Linked DNA regions of Anser cygnoides: region 2 is linked to region 1. A link is a contact called in public Hi-C data. All regions are on one chromosome and are shown on one strand. The core of a region is the stretch at or near the end of the contact, and the rest is flanking DNA. Distances in the headings are between cores, read along the strand shown. Region 1 holds the start of CEBPA (CCAAT enhancer binding protein alpha). Region 2 holds the start of LRP3 (LDL receptor related protein 3).

Region 1 (6,742 bases), core at 1,720-4,219:
AGCGGCCGAGCCGCGCCTCGCCGGGCCGGGAGCCGGGAGCGCTGCGGGGCCATGCCCGCCCCGGCCCGAGCGAGGCGGCCGGCTCCGCGGCACCGAGCGGCGGCGTGCGGGGAGCTGCCGTGCCCCGGGAGGCGGCCGCAGAAGAGCAGGCAGCTGGCGGAGCCGGCCGGCAGCCCCGCGCTGCTCAGCCCGCCCGGAAGAAGTGTCACCACACGGAGAGGCGGGCGGTTATGGTCGAATATATGCTGTTTATTTATGAGTGTAACCAGGACTTCGGACAAACTTTATATGCAGCCCTCCCTCCCCCCAGACAACCCCCAACCCCACCGCCGGGTAACCCACCCGCGGCGCACACGCCCCCCGCACACGCACGCCCCAGGCGCTGCCCTCCCGCTGCCCCGGCCCCGGGCCGACTTGCTGCCCAGCTCCAGCTACGAGCGCTCCGGCGAAGGCGGTTTGTTTGGGTTGGTTTGTTTGTGTGTTGTTTTTTTTTTTTTTTTTTTTTTTTTTTTCCGCTCTCTGCCGGGGAGAAGCTCCGGAGTCCAAAGGTGCTGCGGTGGGGAGGCAGCGGCCGGCCCGGGCCCGCGCTGGAGGCAGCGCAGCGCACACTCGCTCACCCACCCACACAAATAATAAAATAACGTTGCAGCACAAGGGCATAGTCTCTGTCACCAGATAAGAAAGTCATGTGATGGCAAAGATCTAAGTAATGCAATAAAAATAAAGTGTAGCTAGTATACACGGAAAGGCTTTCACATTACATGAGGCACAGCTTGGACAGACAGAGACTTGGAGAGGAGCTGAATGTCCTGGAATAAAGCAAAATACGCTGAGAGTTCATAGTAAATACCCGCATCGATAGGTATTTATTCACTTGTGCTTCGCCATGTCGTGACATACAGTACAAGACGCTGCTGCTCTTCCTTTTGAGACGGGGAGCTCACCGCGCTCCCTCACAAGCTGCTACTCCGGCAGTCCAGGCTGTGTCTGTCGGTCCCGGGGTGGCCTGGAGGCACTGGGGCCAGGCTGGGGCCCCCCAGCTGCCTCCCGCTGCTCCAAGAGGCTTCAGGCCCTGCTGCCTGTGCTCCCTGCTGCCTGCTCCTCAGCGCCGGCCCCTCCGGCCCTCACCCTGCTTCCTTGCACCCTGCCAGGCTGGGGCACAGAAAGCCCCAGAGCTCCTGCAGCCAGCTTTTAAGGCACATCTGGGTCACTATATGTGCTTTATTACTATTATTATTATTGTTATTTACCCTGTGTAGACACGTGAGCTTTTTATTTCTTCCTTCCCCTCGCCTTTCTCCTTATAAAACTCACCATGTTTTCAGCTTATTCGTGTGTCATCCCTAAGGCACAAACCTTTTTAATACTACAGCTGCCTGGCTTCTTTTATTGGTCGTTAATTGTTCAAAAAAAAAAAAGGAAAAAAAAGAACCGAACAACAACAAAAAAAAAAACAACCCCCCCCCAACAATCTGAGATCGCTGCGCTCCAGTATATATAATATATATATATGTATATGTAGGTGAGCGTGGCAGCCCGACGGCGCCCCGCAGTCCCGGCGCTAGGCGCAGCTGCCCATGGCCTTCACCAGCGAGCTCTCGGGCAGCTGCCTGAAGATGCCCCGCAGAGTCTCCAGCTCCCGGGTGAGCTGCTCCACCCGCTTCCGCAGCCGCTCGTTGTCGGTGGTGAGCTCCAGCACCTTCTGCTGCGTCTCCACGTTGCGCTGCTTGGCCTTGTCCCGGCTCTTGCGCACCGCGATGTTGTTGCGCTCCCGGCGCACCCGGTACTCGTTGCTGTTCTTGTCCACTGTCTTTTTCGATTTGCTCCGGTGGTCCGCGGGCATCATCTTGAGCGCGCCGGCGGCGGGCAGGCCGCCCGGGGGGTGCGGGTGGTGCGGGTGGTGCGGGCTGGGCACGGGCGTTGGGGGCGGCGTGGGGTGCCCGGGCTGGAGGTGCATGGTGGTCTGGGCGCAGTGGGCGATCTGGTACTGCAGGTGGGAGGGGTGCTGCTGCGCGGCGTGGTGGGGGTAGAGGGCCGACAGGGCCGCCGACTTGACCTCCTCCTCCTCGCGGGGCTCCTGCTTGATCACCAGCGGCCGCAAGCCCGGCGCGGCGATGCGCTCGTAGAGCGGGTCGAGCTTGCCGTCCATGTAGCCGGCCATGCAGCCGAAGAGCGGCTGCTGGTGGTGCTGCTGCTGGTGCCCCGGCGCCGAGGCGGCGGCGCCGGCCCCATGCATGCTGTGGAAGTCGAAATCCCCGGCCAGGATGGCCTTGGCTTTTTCCTGCTGCTTGCTGTGCTGGAAGAGGTCAGCCAGGAACTCGTCGTTGAAGGCGGCGGGGTCGATGTAGGCGCTGATGTCGATGGAGTTCTCGTTCTCGCAGATGTCGCCGAGCTCCGCGCCGCCCGCAGCAGGTGCCGCCGCCGAGGGAGCCTCTCTGTAGCTGTAGGCGCTGCCGGGCAGGGGAGTCTGGAGCTGGTGGTGCTGGCCGCTGCTCATCGGGGGCCGGGAATCGACCTCGTAGAAGTTGGCTTGCTCCATGAAGCACCTACAGTCTGCCGGGCATGGTGAAGGGCTCCTGCAATCCAGGTTTCGGACGGGGCGGCGGCGGCGGCTCTGCCAAGCCCGCGGCACCCCGCGGTTTCCCGGCGGCGAGCAGCACGGCGCGGCTCGGCACGACTCGGCACGACTCAGCTCGGCGCGGCTCGGCGCGCCCGGAGCCCGTCCCCCGCCCCAGCCCGGCCGAGCCCCGCTCGCTGCCTGCCTGCCCTGTTGCTAGTGGCTTGCCTGGGTCCTGTGAGCCGTATATATACACCCCCGCAGCAGGGCCGGGGATCGCCCTCTAGTGTCCACCTCCTGCCGGGAACCTTTGACCACCGCGCAGCCGGGTCTTAGCGCCCCGGCCGGGCACAGCCGCCCGCCCGCCCCCGGCAGCCGCCCCGAGCTCGGCGGGCTCCCGGCGCTGGGCTGCGCTCTCGGGGGGGGGGTCCCCGAGCTGCCCGAAGCCTCCCGGGGAGGTGCGGGGAGCGGGGCCGTCGCCCACTGCGTGCCCGGGGCCGCTCGGCGCCCTCCCACCGGCGGCGCCGCGGAGAAAGTCTCAAAGTTCAGCACCGCCCGCGAGTGCTCGCAAATATTTGGTCAGACGGGGGGAGACGCGGGGGAGCCCCGCCGGGTTTGCCGCAGGACCGACGGCGCTTTTCTAGCCGAGGGGCTTTGTGCCCGGAGCGCCCCATCCCGCCGCACCTGCGGAGCGCGGCTGGCCCGGCCCGGCCCGGCCCGGCCCGGCAGAAGCGGGGACCCGCGGATCCCGGCCCCGAGCGGCGCTAGGACCCGGCCGGGGAGCGCGCAGGGACGGGGGGCGGCGGGGGCTGCCCGGCTTGGCTCGGCACGGCTCGGCCCGTGCCGCTGGGGCCGCTCCGGCAGCTGCCCCTGCCCGCAGGCTGGCACGATGCGGGGCGGACGCTTGGCTGTGCCCCGCTCCCGGTCCCGCAGCGCGAATGGAGCAGGTCCGTGTAATTGCAGCCTGCCCGCAGCGCGGCACGGCTCCCGGCGCTCACCCGGGATAAACCCGGGGCGCGGCGGGGCGGCAGCAGCCAGGTGGCCCGGGAGGAGGCGATGCTCCAGCGGGCTGCGGCGCCCCGCGGCTCCCGGCCGCCCACCCTCCCTCCGGGGCCGCACGGACCTGCCTGCTCCTGGGCACAGCCTTCCGAGGAGCCCGGTGTGCAGCCTCAGCTCGGCAGGGGTGCGGACGCCCGGGATTTCCTCTCGCCGCCATCCCGCAGCCCGCAGACGAGGCGTATCGGGGCTCCCTCGCCTACCTCCTCGCGTCGGGAAGCCCCCTGGCACTTAGCTCTGGTGGTCCGGGTCACCTGGAAAGAGGCAGAGAGAAAGGACGTGTCAAGGCTTCTGGAGCAGGTGTAGGCAACTGCTAGAGGAACATCTGCAGAGAATTCAAACGTAGCGGTGGCTGGCAAAAAAATGCTGTATTTCTTAGTCCTGGGTGTCTTAATAAGCCAGAAACTTGTGACAGCAAGTTGCTTGCTCAGAAAGGGTTTGACAGATTCCTTGCAACTAACAGTAATTGACAAAATCTTAATCAGGAAACAATATTACAATGTACCAAGAACCCGTTTTTTTGTATCACACAGTACACATGTGAACCTCCGTTTCATGAGCAGAAGGAAGGCAGCAGTCAGCTGGCTTTCTGACCACAGAATGTACCTTTCAGTAACAATAGAAAACAATTAAAATCCTAAATTCGTTTTACATATGGTGAGTATCTTCTGAAATTATATTTCAACACATAAGCAGTGGCTAGAAAGGCCACTGCCTGAACAAGCAAAACACACATAAGAACTCTGAGCAAAGTCACGATACAGAGGAAAAGCCTCAAGTCTGTGACAGAAACAAGTTTGGGATGCTTCAGCATGGAGAGTAACATGTCCCCAGCTGCATCTGGCTGGCCAAATTCTGCAGGCGCTACCCCATTAAGCCCCTTCACAGAAAAGGGACAAATCCAGAACTTGACTTTTTGCCTACTGGGAGGAATGTCGCTGGGAGCAGCAGTGGTGACTAGCTCATACTCCCGGCTTTCTGGAGGCCTCAGCGGACTCTGCAGGAATAGGCCAGGCACATTTAAAATAAAAGGTCAGTGCTGCGTGAAACAGCAGAAGCGTGTAACTAAGTTTGCCATTTAATAACAATACCTACGCCTCTGTAGTCTTAAAAAGCTCTCACATTTTATAATCATTCTGAATTTCAGGCCTAACCACATATTAAAAGAAATTCAAAGTAAATCAGAAAGTTTAGGATCAGATTCCATTCCTAATTACTGTAATTAACGAACAAGTCCCCACAATTTAAGGACTGGTTTGCTCAGTACTTTTTACATAGACCCCTTTTATCTAAGTTAAGAACTATTAAATAATCTCTTTTTACACAAAGACATTAATTCCTGTTCAAAATTTTTTTAATATGGTATAAAATGAAGTTCCCAGATTTAGATAAATAAGACATTTCTTATTCTTTTTATTGTCTCTCCTTTTTTGAAGGCAAATAAAATGCTTAGAAGCTGGTCATCCCTCAGACAAGCGCAAATGCAGATTTCCTCACTCCTATCAGCGGTGACCGATACCAAATATTTCAAATGTAATGGCAAGAGAAAATTTTCTGTCTCGTTGCTTCAGCTGCATGTGTCAGTGAGTTAATTTAACTAAAAGGGGAAGGACGTCTGTTGCATGCTATGGATCGCTGAAGCAGCACGGCTGTCAACTCTTGAGGGTGCTATTCTTCCATCTCAAAGCAGATCTCACCAGGGAAGGAGTGGAAAATGCTCCAAAACCCTAAACAGCACCGAAAGTCATTTATACAGAGTCAGCTGTACTGGCTTCTGCTAGTAAGGACGGAAACAAAAGAAAATCACAATCATGGGGGAATGTAAATACCCCTGCTGAATTTTGAAGTGAATTTTGTGACCGTTTTTAATCGCACCAGAGAGCTGGACTCTCTTCCTGTCGGCTGAACTCAGCTCCTGTGCTGTTCACAGGCCGTTGGCTCCCACAGGTTGCCTTGCTCCAGGATCCCAGCTGGCTGCACGGGCAGCACAGCAGCGCTCTCCTTTCTGACCCACCAGTCTGGGAGTACGGAACCTGGCATGTAGCAGCCCAGTGAAGAATCAAAGTGCCATTACAAGTTTATTTTACTACTTTGTTAAACTAGAGCGTCTCACTGCTATTGACAAAGCTCCAGAATGTCCTGTGTGCATGCAAAACTCCTTGGGCATGAGTGCCAGCACAGCCCAACCCCTCCTCTTTCCTACCTGCAAAAGGGGTGAGGGGAAAGGAGACAGATCTGGCTAGGGACAGGGAGTGCACTACAGAGCAGAAAGGGCAGTACGGCTGTCCTGGGAGTGATGAGGGGATGTTAGCCTCAGCTGGGGACAGAGCCATGCCATGGGTGCACCAGGGCAGTAGGCAGGGAAGGAGCAGAAGTTTTATGCGTGAATAAGGAGCTGGCAATGTACCGTCTTATTTCTTCTGGTGCAATGAAACACAAACTTCTCCCCTCTCCTGTGTTTTCTGCCCCAGGGAGGGAAAACATGATACTGTACATGTAAAAACTGCCACACATGACAATTTTCAAAAGAAAAGGCTATATGTGCCAAAGCCTTGGAGGCTGGTAGATCAGTATGCAGCATGGTATGACAAGTCAACCAGGACCTTCCCTTCAGCTGGGAAAGGCAGCTGGTGACTGATCACCATTTTTGTTGTGCACAGTTTGGTCTAATGACAGATGATTTAATTACTTATCGTTACAGCTTTTCTCCTTTGCAGAAACAGTGTTTACAACTCCAAGGTGAATGAAATCAAATCCATGCTATCTTCCTGTTCCCTTTTCATATAATTCCCCTTGTCTTCAGGGTCTCTGCGACCATGTCCTCAACCCTTGCTGTCCTTGTGCTCAACTAACTGCTGACTCCTCTCCGAGAGCTTGGTACCTTTGCAGTTACCATGCTACTGACTGGGAGCGCCTTTCCACTTCCATCTGCCTGAATACTGGCTTGCATGCGTTCACGTGGGACTCATAACCCCATCTTTCCTAATTGTCACCTGTAATCACATACAACCAGGGTGTGAAACTGTAAGCAGTTTACCCACTCACAAGTTTTACATAGTTAATGAGCAATTAAATAGACAGTTTCTCTTTTGTAGTTAGGATTGTACTTTAGTGACCGTATTCATGGTG
Region 2 (6,742 bases), core at 1,780-4,279, 270 kb before region 1:
CACATTCCATTATTGCTGTTTCAAACCCATAATTTGAAGATTACTACTCAAAAACCCAGACAGAAATGATTTTACAATCATAGGCCCATTAAAGGTTTAAGAATTGTCTGGTTAGATTAGGAAGAATTTAGTTGTAGAAAACGCTGTGTGATTTATTATGCTACTTAAAAAGTGCACAACACATGTGCTTGTAAACCAGGCTGAATGGGCAGAACAGCCAGGTCCTCTCTGTGCTGCGTGCAGGGCCTTCTCACCTCCTGATAAACTTTGTTTGCATCGATCCGCTTATTATTTCTGCATCTTTAGCATAGTGGACGTATTTATTTTAACATTCAGTTCTCTCATCCCAAGTAGACAAGACGTGATATTATTGATCCTCAGGCCAATCATCCATTAGGCATCCATTAAGATCCAGAGTGATAGACAGATGTGAATTACAATTATTATAATTCCATCAAAGGGTTGCTGAGATAAGGCCCAAGTCTACAGCTCAGCGAGGATAAGGATCACCTGAACCCTTGAGATATTACTGTAGCCACACTTTATATTGTTGCAATAAAAAGGTCTAAGGCAATATCTCAGTGTGCTGAGAGATGTCCTTTGGTGAACCCTGGTGCTTTCAGGCATTAAAGCCCTTAGCCCTCCATTTCACCACTCTGCCAGAGTTTTTCACTATCAAATAAGAATCAGCAAGAGGGTACTGGAGCCTGTGCTTTGACTTTAATGTGCTTTCTGCAGCCAACATGATCTGCTTCCCGTAGACTCTCCAGAAAGTAGCTGTCACCACCAGCCCTGAAATAGTTTCAGCCCGGCCTGCTGTTTTCTCATCCATTGCTGCCTTTTCTTTCTTATCTGGTGTTTCCTTTCCCGATTTTTAATTTGATCTTTTTCCTTCTTTCCCTGGCCAAAGGTTTCTGCTGAGTGGATTAATTTTAAACAAGATACAGTGCCATGAGAGTAGCTCTGTGGAGTGGTTTTATTGTAGACACGTTTAAAAGAATTTGTTTAACTGAGATATGTGTTTAAAACTGCACTCATGAGCTTATGGGCAAATGAAGATCATAGTTCTAATTAATATTTTAAAACTGTACAGCACCCCAGGCAACTTAAATATGCTTTTCTCTCCTCTTTTAATCATATAAACATTTAGAGTTGTACAGCTGTTTTCCTAGGTGAGGCGTGCATAATTAACAAATACCTGAAATATCTGAATGGGTACCTGGGTGTACATCAGACAGGCATTGTGTGTGAGAAGTGTCATCTTTTACACGCCTGAGGGAGGACCTGGGACAGGGCTTGGAAAACCCGGCCCTCCACACAGCCGCTTGCTTCCCTCGCCACGCTCAGTGCTGTTATTCCGCAGGATCATTAGCACTCTTGCACATGGCCTTATCTTTAACCTGACTTGGGCAGTACCTGATCTAAACCTGACTCAGATGACAATGGAAGTAGCACAAAGCTTTCAATGTGTGGTAGCACCTATAACTTATTTTGTTGCATCTTTGTGAGAATCTTGTTTGCAGTGAGGGTGCTACTAAACGGTGATGTTTGCTGGTAGCAAATGCCTGGGCTTTATCCCGGCATCCCGTTTCCTCTTACAAATGTTTGTTGCTTTTCACATTCGTCCTCAGACCATGGCGCTTTTGACAGGCTCACTCTGCCACGTCTCATCAGAGCGAAGAGCTGGACCCAGGCCCCAAGACAACTGAATAACTGAGTGGGTTTCTGTGACTGCACAGTGCCTGACGCTGCTTGAAGGGTAGGGAGCTATAGCCGGTGCTAGTGACTTCACACATCTCTCATTAGTGCAGTCAGAGCCTAATGTCGAGTGGACAACCCTTAAATATGAATTTTACTTATTGCATTATTTTAGGGGGAAGCTGGGTAAAAATAGATGTTATTGTTTTGTGTTGCTGATTATATTAATCAATTTTTAATACAATGGGAGAGTTTCTGTTGTAAATAGTATCCCCGCAGACTGTATGCCTGCTGTCTCTCATGGTACAGCCATAGGATGCAAAGATGCAATTTTTTTCAAGCAGGTAGGGAAAACTTCCTGTGTTTGTAGTGAAATACTGCAAGACCTCACCTCTGCCCTGGAAGATTACACCATGCCAGGTGGCAGAGCCCTCATTTGTGCAGGGTAAGGAATGGTGCTGTCACAGAGTTCTGTGTTGGTAGCTGTGGGCTGAGGTAAGGCGCTGCTCAGCAGGCTGCACAGCTCGCGGCAGGGCAGGCCTCTTGGGGCTTTGCACCTTCAAAGGGAGCAGCTCTGCGGGAAGATGTGGGCTGTTGCCGGGGCTCTGGGGAGGGTGGTGAGCACCTGCCACTTGGAAAACGGGGGAAAGTTCAGGGAATCTCTGAGGTAGAGTTGGTTCATTTCTGTAATTGTTTGCCTGGACAAGATTCTTTCATCATCCCTTATTTTGCTATTCAGCTCATGAAGCTCCCAGTTAACTTTGTGGTCCTGCTGCTCCTCGTGAACTTGTGAGACTTTCCCCCGTGCCTTTGTCCGTTTTCAGGGGAGCACTACGGCCTTACAATGCTCCCCTTGACCCCAGTGCGCTGCGGAGCCTCGCTCCGTTCCCTACACGACCAGCTCACTTCAGTTTCGCCCCCGGCAGGCCGGGAGGCGTCTGCGTCCCGTCCCCCGGGGGCACGACCCGCGGAGAGAGCGCGGCCGGGAGCGGGGAGCTCCGAGGGAAGGGCACGGCAGGCCGGGGCCAGCCCTCTACAAGGGGACTGCCGCCCCGGGGGCAGCTCGGCGAGGAAAGGCCGGGCCTCGCCGCCTCAGCGCGGCTCGGGGCCGCTCCCCCGGCAGGGGGGGCCGGCGGGGCGCTGCCTCCCGCCGCGGGGCCGGGGGCTCCTTACAGCCCCCCCCGGCGGGGAGGGCTCGCCATGCCGCCGGGCGCCTCGGCGGCGCGGAGCGGGCCGAGGCGGGGGCCGCGGGTGCCTGACAGGAAACCCGGCGCTGCGCGGGCGGGCTCGGCCCTCGCCTTCCCTTCCGCCGCGGGCTGCGCTCCGCCTGCCGGCGGCCCCTCAGGTGTGCGCGGCGCGGCGCGGAGCGGGGCAGAGCGGGGCGGCGCAGCGCTCCCCTCGCCCTCCGGCCCGGCCGCCGCCGCCGCTACCGCCGCCGCCTCCCGGCGGGCCCGTCACGTGGGGCGGCGGCGCTGCAGCTGCGGTCCGTCCTCCTCCACCTGCCCCGCAGCGCCGGCCGCGGCCATGGGGCTGCGGCGGGAGGCGCCCGCCCCACTGCCGGCTCCCCGGGCGGCGCGGCGGGCCGGCCCCGCCGGCGGCTCGGCGTAGAGGAGAGGAGGGAGCGGAGCTGCCGCGGTTCCCCCGTCCCCGCTCCCCGCCGCGCTGAAGGGCAGGCAGGCGGGCGGGCGGGCAGGCGGCGACCCGCCATGGAGAAGGCAGCGGCCGCGGAGCTCCGGCAGGGCGCGCTGGTGCCGCTCACCGCCATCTGCCTGGGTGAGTGAGAGAGCGAGTGAGTGAGCGGCGGGGCAGGGCCGGCAGCGGGGCGCTGGGGGCGCCGGCACCTGCGGGCCCCGGGGTGTGGGGAGCACGGGGGGTAGCGTCTGGGTGTACCCCCCCCATGTCCCCGTCCCCGCTCCCCGCAGGGACTCGGGTCCCTCCCGCCGGAGGGAGCCTGCCCCGTGCCCTCGGCCGCGGAGCCCGTGCGGTAGCCCCGCGCGTCGCTTCAAAAATCAACCCAAAAAGTTTAGGCGCCGCCGGTGCCTCCGGCAGGCTGAAACTCGGGGGCGGGCAGCGGCTCCTGCCCGCGGAGCAGGGCGGAAAGGCGTTATTTCCCTCGTCCCCTGCCGTGCTCCGCTCCCCTCCTGCCCTCCCGGCCGCTCGGAGCCAGCGCTCCCCGCCGAGCAGGTGTCGAGCGGCGGCGGCGCGATGAGACGGCTCCCGGCTGCCGGGCTGGCAGCCCCTGCCCGCACCCAGGGGGTTCGTTCATCGGGCTGGAAGCGTTGAACGAGCCGAAGAGAGGCCGCCCGGAGGCACCAGGGCCGGGCACGAAGCGGGAGCTGTTGGACCGCTCCGCTCCTGCCCCAAGTGCCGCTGAACCTGAAGCGCAGCGGGGCTGGGGCTGCCTGCGGCTCTGCCGACAGCTGGCTCCGACAAACTGCTATGGCTCGCGGGAGAAAGATGTGCAAAACCCACTGCTGTTCGCTAAGAAAGCGGATTAGAGTGCATTTTTAATAATCCCTGAGATAGGTGGTGTCCCTTACGTAAACCATCAGAAACGGGTGCCTGTGGCTGGGCTGCTCGCTCTGGTCTTGTACAAGTTCTTTTGACATCAGTGCTTGCCTCGGAAAAGGTAGAAAGTTAAAAGCTGCTCTGGTTACTACAAATATATCTATTTTGACTAACGGAAGTACAACCTAAAAAGCTGTCTGAACTACTAAGTTTGAACAGGGGCTGTAGCTGCTGTTACTTTTCTGCAGAGGCTTAAAGGGATGTCAGAAGTGTGTGCAGCATGAGGGTAATGCCTGCTGTACTGTTTATTCAAAGTTAAGGGAAAGATAAAAGTTTCAGCCATTTCTCTGAATTTCTTAGGTGTTGTTTTTTTCCTGTGGCCTGGTCGGACCTTTGTTAAAGCTTTTGTTATTTAACAGGAATAGCACAATTGTTCTAAAAACGAATAATATATGGTTATTGAAGATCATGTGAATTCCAGAGTTTAAGTGAAAGAGCGCTTCTTGTACTTAGCAGTGGGTAATGTGCAGTTGAAAGTTTGCTAGATTTCTGCTTTCTATGACTTCTAGAATTTCACTGTCTGGCTCTTCTTTTCAGCTGGAATGCTTTATTCCTATTCCTTGCACAACTGACAGTAGTGGAAGTTGAGAAACATGAGAGGTGGGAAGCTTGTCAGGTATTCTGCTTCAGCCAACCCTAAGAATATAATAATGCTGCCACTTTGACTATGTTGTGTTTTACTTCCTGCTTGTCTGTCCCTTCCAGTCATCTTTACTTTTTTACTTTTTTTTTTTTTTTTTTTTTTTACTTTACTTTCAGTTCCTGCCCTCTTGCTTCTCCAGCCCTGCTTTACTTTTACTTTTTGTTCTCCCGGAGGCTTTATGTGCTGTTTGGTGTCTGTATAAACGCGCTGCCACTGACCATTGCTATGTGTGACCTCAGCTGTACACCGCTGCTCCAGAGACTGGAACTGGGTTTGTTGCAACTGTTCTTCCGTAAGGCCATTTCATTTCTCATTCTTGAGAAATTCTGGAGGGCATAGAAAGTTACCTAACAGGGAAATGATCAAAACAGCAAAGTCAATGTCTGTCCTGCTTGTGGGAAAAGACAGGTAGCTGTCATTTGGTTCAGAGGCGCCAAGATGCAAATTTCTCTTCTGATACAAATAACTGCTTTCCCAGCTGAAAACTTCACCCTGGCAATTACTTAGCAATCCAAATGAATGGCACAGTAAGTTTCCTACATGGAGTTCAAGCCAACTGAACTGCTTCTGTTCTTTTCTTGCTTTCCCGTAATTCTACCCAACTGTTATGAAAAAGAGCACCTAGAAAACTTTCTGGCATACCCCTGGTCTCTCACTGGTTTTGTTTTGATGGAATTTTAATTTGACAAGAGGTGAGAAAACCAGCAGGGAATGGCTGTTCTTTCTTTTGGGCCTCAGAGCTTCAGAAGGTGCTGGTTACAGCGCTTGTGTGGTTTGAGTAGATGATGCTTTTGAGTGAGACTGAGAGCGAGGAAAGCAGATGTTGGGGAAAGTACCCGATGTGAAAGACCTTTATTCTGAAGAACTATTCTTGACTGCTGGCTTCTTAGCGTAAAGGAACTTGAAAATGAAAGGAAACTTGCAGTGACAGCCAGTAGATGTTTTGTATTTGCATAGGTGAAAGAGCATTTCTGGGGGGTGTCTTTTTTTAGCTGCATGCCAGGCCTGGCGTGCAGTGCTGCTTATAACTCTGTCTTGCTGGTGGTGAGCTAGGGCTGCTTGTTTAGCGGTGCTCAGAAGAAAGTACCGTGGCTCTGAGTCATCCGGTTCCGCTCTGTCAGGCCCTTGTCTTCCTGCTGCTTATTTCCATTTAAAGGGCATGGGTCCCTTGGTCAGGCTTGTGAGGAAGCCTCTGCTGGGGAGCTCATGTTCTGTTACTTTGGGGAGGTTCAGGTAGGAAATGTGGAAAGGCTGCAGGGTGCTACTAACAGACCCTGGCATTTCCATGCCTCTCAAACAGTCCCTTCAGTCCTGGCTGTTAACAGTGTTGCAGAGTATATTCCTCTACTTTCTTTGGAGCAAAATATTTTAATTTTCATAAAATCAAATTAGCGACTTAACGACTGGTTAATTTATTCTCAGCCTTTATGACTAAATTACTATGGTTACAGGAGTAGCGGTGCTTTAGTACCGCGTGAAGAAACTGTGTGTTGCTGTTACTGCTGCGATCCCAGGTCTGTCACGTGTGGACTCGCAGCTTTGTCATGGAGCTGACTTGGGAAGCGGAGCAGGAACCTGGGACAGGACCGGGGGATCGCTCCTAGGTGCGCTTGCTGACCTGCCGGAGCGAGCTGGCGCTGCGAAACAAAGGAAATAATTACATAGCACGTTGTCATGATCGTGTAACAAATGTTGCTGGTCATTAATTATGTAATAAAATCAGTGCTATTAAGGTCCTTTGAACATAGTGTTAATGCTTATTAGCACAAACCTGCAGCTCGAGCCTGGTTCTTCTCAAGCCACAGCGTACGTATGCTGTTATTCAGCTCCTGT

What was found. A called contact is a pair of places that touch in the nucleus more often than the background predicts.
Region 2: a contact with region 1 is called in a Hi-C map of liver, with 1.7 times the contacts expected there. The contact joins the promoter of LRP3 here to the promoter of CEBPA in region 1. A contact is called at or near these places in 2 of 7 Hi-C or Micro-C datasets (granulosa cells and liver).

Annotation. Positions count from the first base shown.
Region 1 is chr12:10,876,513-10,883,254 of Taihu_goose_T2T_genome, reverse strand. CEBPA (CCAAT enhancer binding protein alpha) reads right to left here and starts at 2,969. Exons shown (of 1, transcript XM_048068849.2): 1 at 482-2,969. The coding sequence starts at 2,539. The coding sequence ends at 1,562. It overlaps LOC125183365 (a long non-coding RNA gene), which reads right to left. Exons shown (of 10, transcript XR_010834360.1): 4 at 3,681-3,867.
Region 2 is chr12:11,142,255-11,148,996 of Taihu_goose_T2T_genome, reverse strand. LRP3 (LDL receptor related protein 3) reads left to right here and starts at 3,029. Exons shown (of 6, transcript XM_048068839.2): 1 at 3,029-3,471. The coding sequence starts at 3,405.